2 separate regions of the Mus musculus genome follow, and region 1 is linked to region 2. The links are chromatin contacts, called in public HiChIP or PLAC-seq maps. All regions are on one chromosome and are shown on one strand. The core of a region is the stretch at or near the end of the contact, and the rest is flanking DNA. Distances in the headings are between cores, read along the strand shown.

Region 1 (4,233 bases), core at 1,337-3,836, 400 kb before region 2:
GCATAGGAACTACTGCTGGGGGAAAGGTATGCCCGGCTTTCATCTTTCCTAACGTGTTTACTGAGCACTAATGCACCTGGCTTTGTGCTAAGCACTACAGCATTGGCTGACAGAGTCAGGTGAATAAAAAATACTCAGCAACCAATGAAATGACAGTGCCCATTTCTGTGTTTTGAACACTACATGATGTTCTTACAACTGGCCTTTGTATTCTGTTGCTTTTATCTGTAACCTGTACGTTTTTGTTCTCCTTTTGTACGGAGCAATGTCCACAAAGAACATAGAATGGCTCTAAATGGATCAGCACAGCTCTGACTCGTGATCGTTTTAGAGGATAACAAGATGCTCAAAGGTGAATCAGGCTTTAGTAAGCCATTAAGTTCTGGGTATTACACAGATGTACTTTTCAGAGTGCTTTGGGACATGATCTGGAGTATAGGAGCTGATGAATGTTAGGAGGAGATGAAAATTATCAATCAGAACCTCAAAAAATGCTATATATATATATATATATATATATATATATATATATTCTGGAAACTGAACACTAAATGGCAAACCAAACTCTCAGATTCCCCAGAGTCTGTCATTCATACACACACACATACACACACACACACACACACACACACACACACACACACACATATATATATATATATATATATATATATATATATATATATGAGACAAATTCTGTCTGGCACAAGGATCATTTCTGGTGGTTTTCAGTTGATTTAAGCTGCAAATGCTGGACAACCGAGTAATGTAGCTTTTTATTTGTTTGTTTGTTTTAATACATACACATATATGTATGTATACACACACACAAACATATGCATACAAACACATAATTTTCCATGGAGTTAAGCATATGATTACTGAAAAGTTACTGAATAGTGCACATTTTCTATGTACTCCTTCTGTATGGAGAGTTCTAAAAGTCATAGCTCTTGTAACCAGTTATGCTATATTGATCCAAACTAAGAGAACAACACTAGGACACTTCTGGAAACTAAATGCTAAATGGCAAGCCATACTCAGATTCTCCAGGGTCTGTCCTAAGGTTCTTCTCTGGTTCAAAGAATTGATCCAGGATATTATAATAAACTGTATTGAGGTTCGTCTTGGTTTTAAGTGAAGTCTTTCTCAGGACTCAGTTGATGCCCTACTGATACATCACCACTTTTGTAAAGAAGACCTCCTCTTTGGGTTCTGTAATATGCAGAGAAGAGGGTAGACAGCGGGTGGAGAGGGAAGAAGGGAGTACCCCTGATGGTTTTATTTTTGAATCTACCTGCAGAATGAGTCAGAAAAGTGGTTTTCCTGACCTGCCTATCTTCTCAGGCCTGAGGGGGGGAAAGGTCAAGTACTCTCTCTTGATGACTTTGTTAATCTCTAGAGACTCAATGGCTATTCACCCGGATCAGCCCTGGGTTACTATTTACATGTCTCAGTTGGGAAAAATGAAGGCCTGCCTTGCAGAATAACTGCTTAGGAGCACAGAAGCAAATCTCACACATAGGACCAAGCTGAAGGCTTTAAAGGAGACAGATACAACTCAGACTTGAAGCCCAGCACAGTGATGAGACTTGTTAGAAGAAAGGGTGGTTTGCCAAGATGGCAAGAAAATATTGTGTGTATGTATATGCCCACGCACAAGTTCGTGTGTGTCTACATGTGTGTGTAGGTATATGTATATATGTGTTTACAGAAGGCACAGGACTTTATGAAATGCCTTCCTCAGCCTGTCTCCTTCTTTCATGAGACAGGTCTCACAAGGTCTCTCACTGCACCCAGAACTTGAGCATTGTCTAGATTGGCTGGCCAGGAAACCCCAGGGATTCTCTGTTTCTCTCTTCTATGTGCTGCTCTCACAGATGCACGCCTCCACATCAGCCCTTTTAACATGGATGTTGGGGTTTAGAACTCAGGTCTCAGTCCGTGCATGACAAGTACTTTACTGACTGAACCATCTCCCTATTCCCCTCTACCCCAAGAAAATGTTTCTGCAAAGAAATATTTAGAACAGAAACTGAACATGAAGGCTCTCGGTGTGTTTGGGAAGGTGAGAAGGTGTCCCAACCCCCACAATTGACAAATCCCGGCTGGCACAAGGATCATTTCTGGTGATTTTCATTTGATTTAAGCTGCATTACTCGGACAACCGAGTAATGTAGCTTATTTGTTTGTTTGTTTTAATGCATATGAGATCTGCAAGCCAGTGCCTTGCTGGGTGCTCTCTCTGGATCTTGAGGTCTAAACTGTCTTGGATGGAGGAACATTCAGAGAGAGTTAGCTGCATTTTGGACCCAGGATCCTGAGCTACAGACATCAAAGTGAGCGGCTTCTCCGTTCTGCACCAGCAGACGTGCTGGAGGTTGAACGGCAGGTATTACAGCCCGGTAATGATCATTCATCTTAGTCACAATCGCAAAGAGCTTTCCATGCCTCCCTCCCTCCTCGTGCCTCCCTTGCCTCCTCCGTTCAACCCCTTCCCTCACAATCCACACGAAGCAAAATGTGCTCATTCCTTTGCCCCAGTAATGCCAGCAATGATGCTGTTGGGGGCGGGGCAGGGTTCTCGGATCAAAGAAGCCTCTCGAGCAGTGCCCTGTGTGGGAAAGGAGCCTCACTCCCCAGCCTGCCTCTCTTACTTTCTCTCTCCACACCAGGCATTCTTTTATCGGTTCAAATTAACATTAAAGAACAATAACCAAGTGATTCAGGACTGCAACCCGACAAACAAACAAACCAAAACCTGGGATCCTTCCACAATAAAACTCCATAGAATGCAAGAAACTGGCACATTTTAAAATGACTCTTTATTAACAGAGGAAAAGAAAAAAAAATCATATGAGGTAAATCCTTCACCAAGCAACTCACCAGGGAGCCTGGTAAAAATAAATTGCACAGCCTTAATTTTTCTAGCAGCTTCCATGCTAATTCTTTGAAACTGAGTACGAAGCCCTTGGCCTAATCCCAAGAGCCGCGCTATAGTAAATAGTGCACATTTAATGCCGAGGTTCCTTTTAGCACCATTCAGACAGTGACTTCAGCTGCACAGCTTAGTCATAGCAGACATTTTTGTGGTGAAAGCATTAAACCCACATGCAGCTCTTTTTCTGTGGTCACTGGGGGTCATGCTCCTTCCCCATTAGCTGAATAAATCATAAAGTCGGCTTGGACCACCCAAGGAGCACGGCCAGCATGCCGCAGGCAGTGCCTACAGCTTGCTATTTCTTTTCAGAATCTACAGGGGGAAAAAAAAGAAGCAGAAAAAGAAAAACAAGGTGGAAAACACACACACACACACACACACACACACACACACACACACACACACAGACTGGCCATAGGAAAACATTTTCTTTTAAATTGCAATATCTTTGCAAATAATTTTTTTTCTTGTATAGTTTTTTTTAAATCTATGTTGTTAAAAACAAAAGAAGCTTAAGAAGAAAGTTAGTTGAAAAACTAAAGCCACACGCATGCCTCCTGTCATAAACTACAGTTGGACGGATTTTATTGTTGTTGTTTTCTGTTGATTTTAAATTAAGGGAGCCCACCCTGTGTGGCCGGCCTCTGATAAGACACATAGCAGATGCAACGGGGGAGCTGTGCATCCGGCAAACTGACAAGGCCAAAGGGATTTAACAAGGAAGCCACCGTGTTGTCTAATGTCCCCTGTGTCAAGTGATTCACTCCTTCAGGGGTGGGGGCGGTGGACTGGGAGGAAGGTCTTGCAGGCCCCATTCCCATCCGTCAGTAAATAAGATAAGAAACAGGAATTTTAAACACAACTATTAGCAGGCAACTGCTATCACTTCAACAAACCACAGCTCCTTAGGCTGAGCAGTTTCTTCAAGGGGACAAGAGGGGGGCCAGAGGAAGACATCGATGCTTTTATCGAGCGCATGAGCATTTAAAAAAGTGCACTGACTCAGAATTCTGACCAGCATTGTCTGCTGTAATTCTCTCCTCAACCTCCGGGCTATCACTTCCCTAACACCAAGGGAAATTGGGCAAGAAGATGGGCTTACAGTTCTTCAGAGGTTCTTAGTCCCTCAGCCTTCTGTGTGCTGAAGGAATCTGGTGCCAAGTGACCAAATGGCCTGTCTTCCTGAGCAGGCCTCCCTGGGCTCTCAGGAACTTGGAGAAGAAGGTTCCAATGTGTCTGTAAATCTGCAACTGGTTTCTTAGGAAAATGGCCATCAACAAATAGATTATTTA
Region 2 (4,402 bases), core at 1,843-4,342:
CATCAGAGTGCACACAAGTCAGGACATGCCCATCAGAGTGCACACAAGTCAGGACATGAGCATCAGAGTGCACACAAGTCAGGACATGAGCATCAGAGTGCACACAAGTCAGGACATGCCCATCAGAGTGCACACAAGTCAGGACATGAGCATCAGAGTGCACACAAGTCAGGACATGTGCATCAGAGTGCACACAAGTCAGGACATGTGCACCAGAGTGCACACAAGTCAGGACATGAGCATCAGAGTGCACACAAGTCAGGACATATACATCAGAGTGCACACAAGTCAGCACATGTGCATCAGAGTGCACACAAGTCAGGACATGAGCATCAGAGTGCACACAAGTCAGGACATGTGCATCAGAGTGCACACAAGTCAGGACATGAGCATCAGAGTGCACACAAGTCAGGACATGAGCATCATAGTGCACACAAGTCAGGACATGTGCATCAGAGTGCACACAAGTCAGGACATGCCCATCAGAGTGCACACAAGTCAGGACATGAGCATCAGAGTGCACACAAGTCAGGACATGAGCATCAGAGTGCACACAAGTCAGGACATGCCCATCAGAGTGCACACAAGTCAGGACATGAGCATCAGAGTGCACACAAGTCAGGACATGTGCATCAGAGTGCACACAAGTCAGGACATGTGCACCAGAGTGCACACAAGTCAGGACATGAGCATCAGAGTGCACACAAGTCAGGACATGAGCATCAGAGTGCACACAAGTCAGGACATGTGCACCAGAGTGCACACAAGTCAGGACATGTGCACCAGAGTGCACACAAGTCAGGACATGAGCATCAGAGTGCACACAAGTCAGGACATGAGCATCAGAGTGCACACAAGTCAGGACATGAGCATCAGAGTGCACACAAGTCAGGACATGTGCACCAGAGTGCACACAAGTCAGGACATGTGCATCAGAGTGCACACAAGTCAGGACATGAGCATCAGAGTGCACACAAGTCAGGACATGAGCATCAGAGTGCACACAAGTCAGGACATGTGCATCAGAGTGTACACAAGTCAGGACATGTGCATCAGAGTGCACACAAGTCAGGACATGTGCATCAGAGTGCACACAAGTCACAACATGTGCATCAGAGTGCACACAAGTCAGGATATGTGCATCAGAGTATACCCAAGTCACAACATGTGCATCAGAGTGCACACAAGTCAGGACATGTGCATCAGAGTGCACACAGTAAAAAGGCTTTTTTCTTTCAGGAACTATTGAGGTCATCAAGAGGAAGTGTTGCTTCACTCACCACGAAGATGGTTCTTCACATGCCAACCAAAAGTGAACACAAAGACATCCTATTTTCCCCCAAATTCCAGCTCTAGGAGGATGCTCCAAGGAGATTCACATATGCATACCCCAAAAAATATTTTTTAAATTATTACATTTTTGTAAGATCTTAAAATTAGAAACAACCTAAATAAAATCAGAATGGATAAACTGAGTTCTATGTGTATCATGGCGTGCCACACAGCTGTTAAATGAGCCATAATTGGAAGAGTCCCCACAGAACTAACAATAAAGAAAAAGAAATAAGGCAGGAAAGTGAATGTATTTATGACTATATTTAGAAGAACTCCCTGGTGGTGATGGCTAGAACTATGCTTACATCTAGGAAGGGGTTGTAGTGGGAAGGGAGGGGTCAAACAAGCTGATGGGGCTTTCTTTGTATCTGTACTTTGGTTACACAGGTGTGCTCACCCAATATTGCAAGAATACTTTCAGAAATATTGATAATACAGGAAATAAAACAGATGACCTTAAGAGCAGATGGTTCAACCTATTACCATTAAACAGATGCAAGTTCAGGATGAGTAGTGAGTCTCCAGGAGACACTCCCTGCTGTAATGTGGTACCTTGCAGCAGCCCCCAAAGACACCAGGGCCCACCTCTCTGCAGTGTCTGAAAGTGTGTGCCAGAATAGTTCTGTTCCCTTTCTTTACTCTTTCCCAAGTAATCAAAAGAAATTATATGTTACAAATGTGAAAACACCAAGAAAAACTTAGTATTTTCTTTAAAGAGTAATGAAGAAAGGTCCAGGGAGACCGCTAAAACAGAAAAGTGCCTGCAGGCGTGGGTTCCTGGGTTCTGATCCTTAACACCAAGGTTTTAAAAAAAAAATGTTCCCTCAAGGCTGAGGCCATGAAGACAGACAACTCCCTGGGTCTCATTAGCCAGCCAGTGTAGGAAACCAGTAGTCTACAGACTGAGAGACTGCGCCTCAAAAGTAAGGGGGAGACTAGTCAAGGAACACTTCTGATTCTGACCACTGGCCTAGACACACGTACACACGTGTATCCACACACTGACCGTAATGCATACACACATGTACACACACCAAGAAAAGCACAGAGATACACATAAACCCACTAACACATGCACACATACACACATACAAGCACAGCCATAGACATTCTTCATATCTGGGTCACTGGGCATCCTATAACAAGAAAAAAGGAGATGTTAAAAGGAAATGGAAGGCTCAGGTTTATGATTAGGCGACAGGTATATCTGTCTTGTAGACACGAGTTCTGACACACCTAATCAACTGCTTGAGCTCAGACAGGAATGAAAGATACCATTGGAGTAGCTAAAATTAAAGTGAATGCTTTTTAAATCTTTTAGCTCCTTTTATAAAGGTAGACTTTGAAAAACTTCATTTTGTGAGGTATTCAATGGGGACCTGGAAAACTGCTCTTAGCATTTTAACATAAATTAAAAATCATTTAAGCAGACCTCTATTCAGCTCCTGCCAACTGCACATTTATTTTTCTGGTCAAGGAGGCTTTGCTATTGCAAACAGAGGGGGAAATGAAGGCATTAGAACTTGGGCATATCAGTTAAAAAAAGAAAGGAGTGAATGTGGATATTGGATTAAGTTAGTCTCACGGCCACAGTTTCATTTTTGTAGGCAAGAAACTGCCCCCTCTCCCCTCCCCAGCAGGGCTCGCTTTAAACCTTGCTGCAGATTTAGGTTGCAGGGTCTGGAAGGGTTGCAGGTGTGAAAATAAAGCGCAGAACCTATTGAGAGCTCCGTGGGTGAGCCCCCACAGCTGCAGGAGCTAGGTGAGGAGGGAGCTGGTCCCACCTGGATGGAGGGCTGAGAGACTCCGCTCTGAATAAGCAACACCATACAAGTGGGGGATGGGAGACTGGGAAATGGAAGCTAAAACATTACTTGCTAATTCTAAACATGTGTAGCCTGTGCATCGGTGAGTTGAGGTTGGCAGAGGGTAAAACACAACCTCGGTGACAGCTATATTGACTTTTCCACTGGCCCCCACTTTGGAGTCTCCATTTCCTAATTCCGAAACAACAGAGAGGGTAGTCATCTCTCGTGTCTGAATACACTTGACATCCGTGTTTTCATTGAGAGACGCTCATCCTCTCTGGGCCTGCAAACCATCAGTCTCACTCGGGCCCACAGCCTGGAGAAATTTATAGATCCACAGTCTGGTGGAGTCAAAGACCACAGGCTGCACCTCTTCCTTTCCTTCTTGGCTCCCTCCCCTTCCCAAGCACAAGCAGCATCAGAATAGAATGTGGCACCAGTGGCTCCACTCCACCCATTTTCTCCTATTAATAGAATATGGCATGGCAGAGGAAAACCCATGAATGTCAAGTCAACAGCTAACTTGGTTCAAGATGGCCCATCCGGAGTCAAAGTCGATCAAGAGTCTCTCCATCAAAGGGATAAGGGGAACTGGGAAAGAATGTTGCCAACTACATAATTAACAATAATAATAATAATAATAATAATAATAATAATAATTTGTCTTCTCCAATTGGAGGTGGGTATAATGCACATCCATATAAGTATTTACCATAATACCTTCCAATGTTTAAAAATGTATTTCAAATTATATATGTATGTGTGTATCACATATACATATATATATATATATTTCACATATATAGAGAAAGAGATTTAGATAGATATAGCTATAGATAGATAGAGATATAGATAGAGGTAGAGGTAGAGATAGAGGTAGAGACAGAGACAGAGACAGAGACAGAATTTACATTATCCAAAATGCTTTCTTAGCTTGAAATGGGACATAAGGTGACTAAGTAAATTATCCCTGTGTACAAGCAAATAGAAAGACAGGTTAGCCCAACAACACTTTCCCAAGCTGTATGCCATGAAGGCAAAAACATCATCTGTTAGTACTCCGTGTCTTCTCACAGTACCAGCCCATGTCTTGTCCCATTTGTCAACATCTGAAAACATAAGTATCACATTTTCAGGATTCTTTTGAGGTTAAAGGTCTATGTATGATCTAGATTCTGACTGTGTGCCATCTCATGGCATTCAGGAGGCAGAGAGGGGTAGAAGCCAGCTTTTCACGGCTATGATGGCTAATGAAACTA

The links. HiChIP or PLAC-seq counts read pairs in DNA pulled down with a chosen protein or histone mark.
Region 1: an H3K4me3 HiChIP or PLAC-seq map of embryonic limb bud shows a contact between it and region 2, with 4 times the contacts expected there. The contact joins two enhancer-like sites. A contact is called at or near these places in 1 of 484 Hi-C or Micro-C datasets (uterus) and 2 of 115 datasets of contacts at active chromatin or transcription factors (embryonic limb bud and oligodendrocyte precursor cells).

What each region holds. Positions count from the first base shown.
Region 1 is chr8:80,313,859-80,318,091 of GRCm38.p6, reverse strand. The region is part of intron 3 of Gm30605 (predicted gene, 30605); the gene reads left to right. Among named protein-coding and RNA genes, the nearest start is that of Gm39208, 31 kb to the right of the region's middle. RefSeq lists an enhancer at 2,641-3,747. Within about 2 kb of position 2,586, at least 145 of the 459 cell types and tissues checked have an H3K27ac peak or open chromatin away from gene starts, as enhancers often do. A contact at or near this core is called in embryonic limb bud, where this site is marked.
Region 2 is chr8:79,916,156-79,920,557 of GRCm38.p6, reverse strand. No RefSeq gene overlaps it. Among named protein-coding and RNA genes, the nearest start is that of Gm30494, 82 kb to the right of the region's middle. Within about 2 kb of position 3,092, at least 6 of the 459 cell types and tissues checked have an H3K27ac peak or open chromatin away from gene starts, as enhancers often do. A contact at or near this core is called in embryonic limb bud, where this site is marked.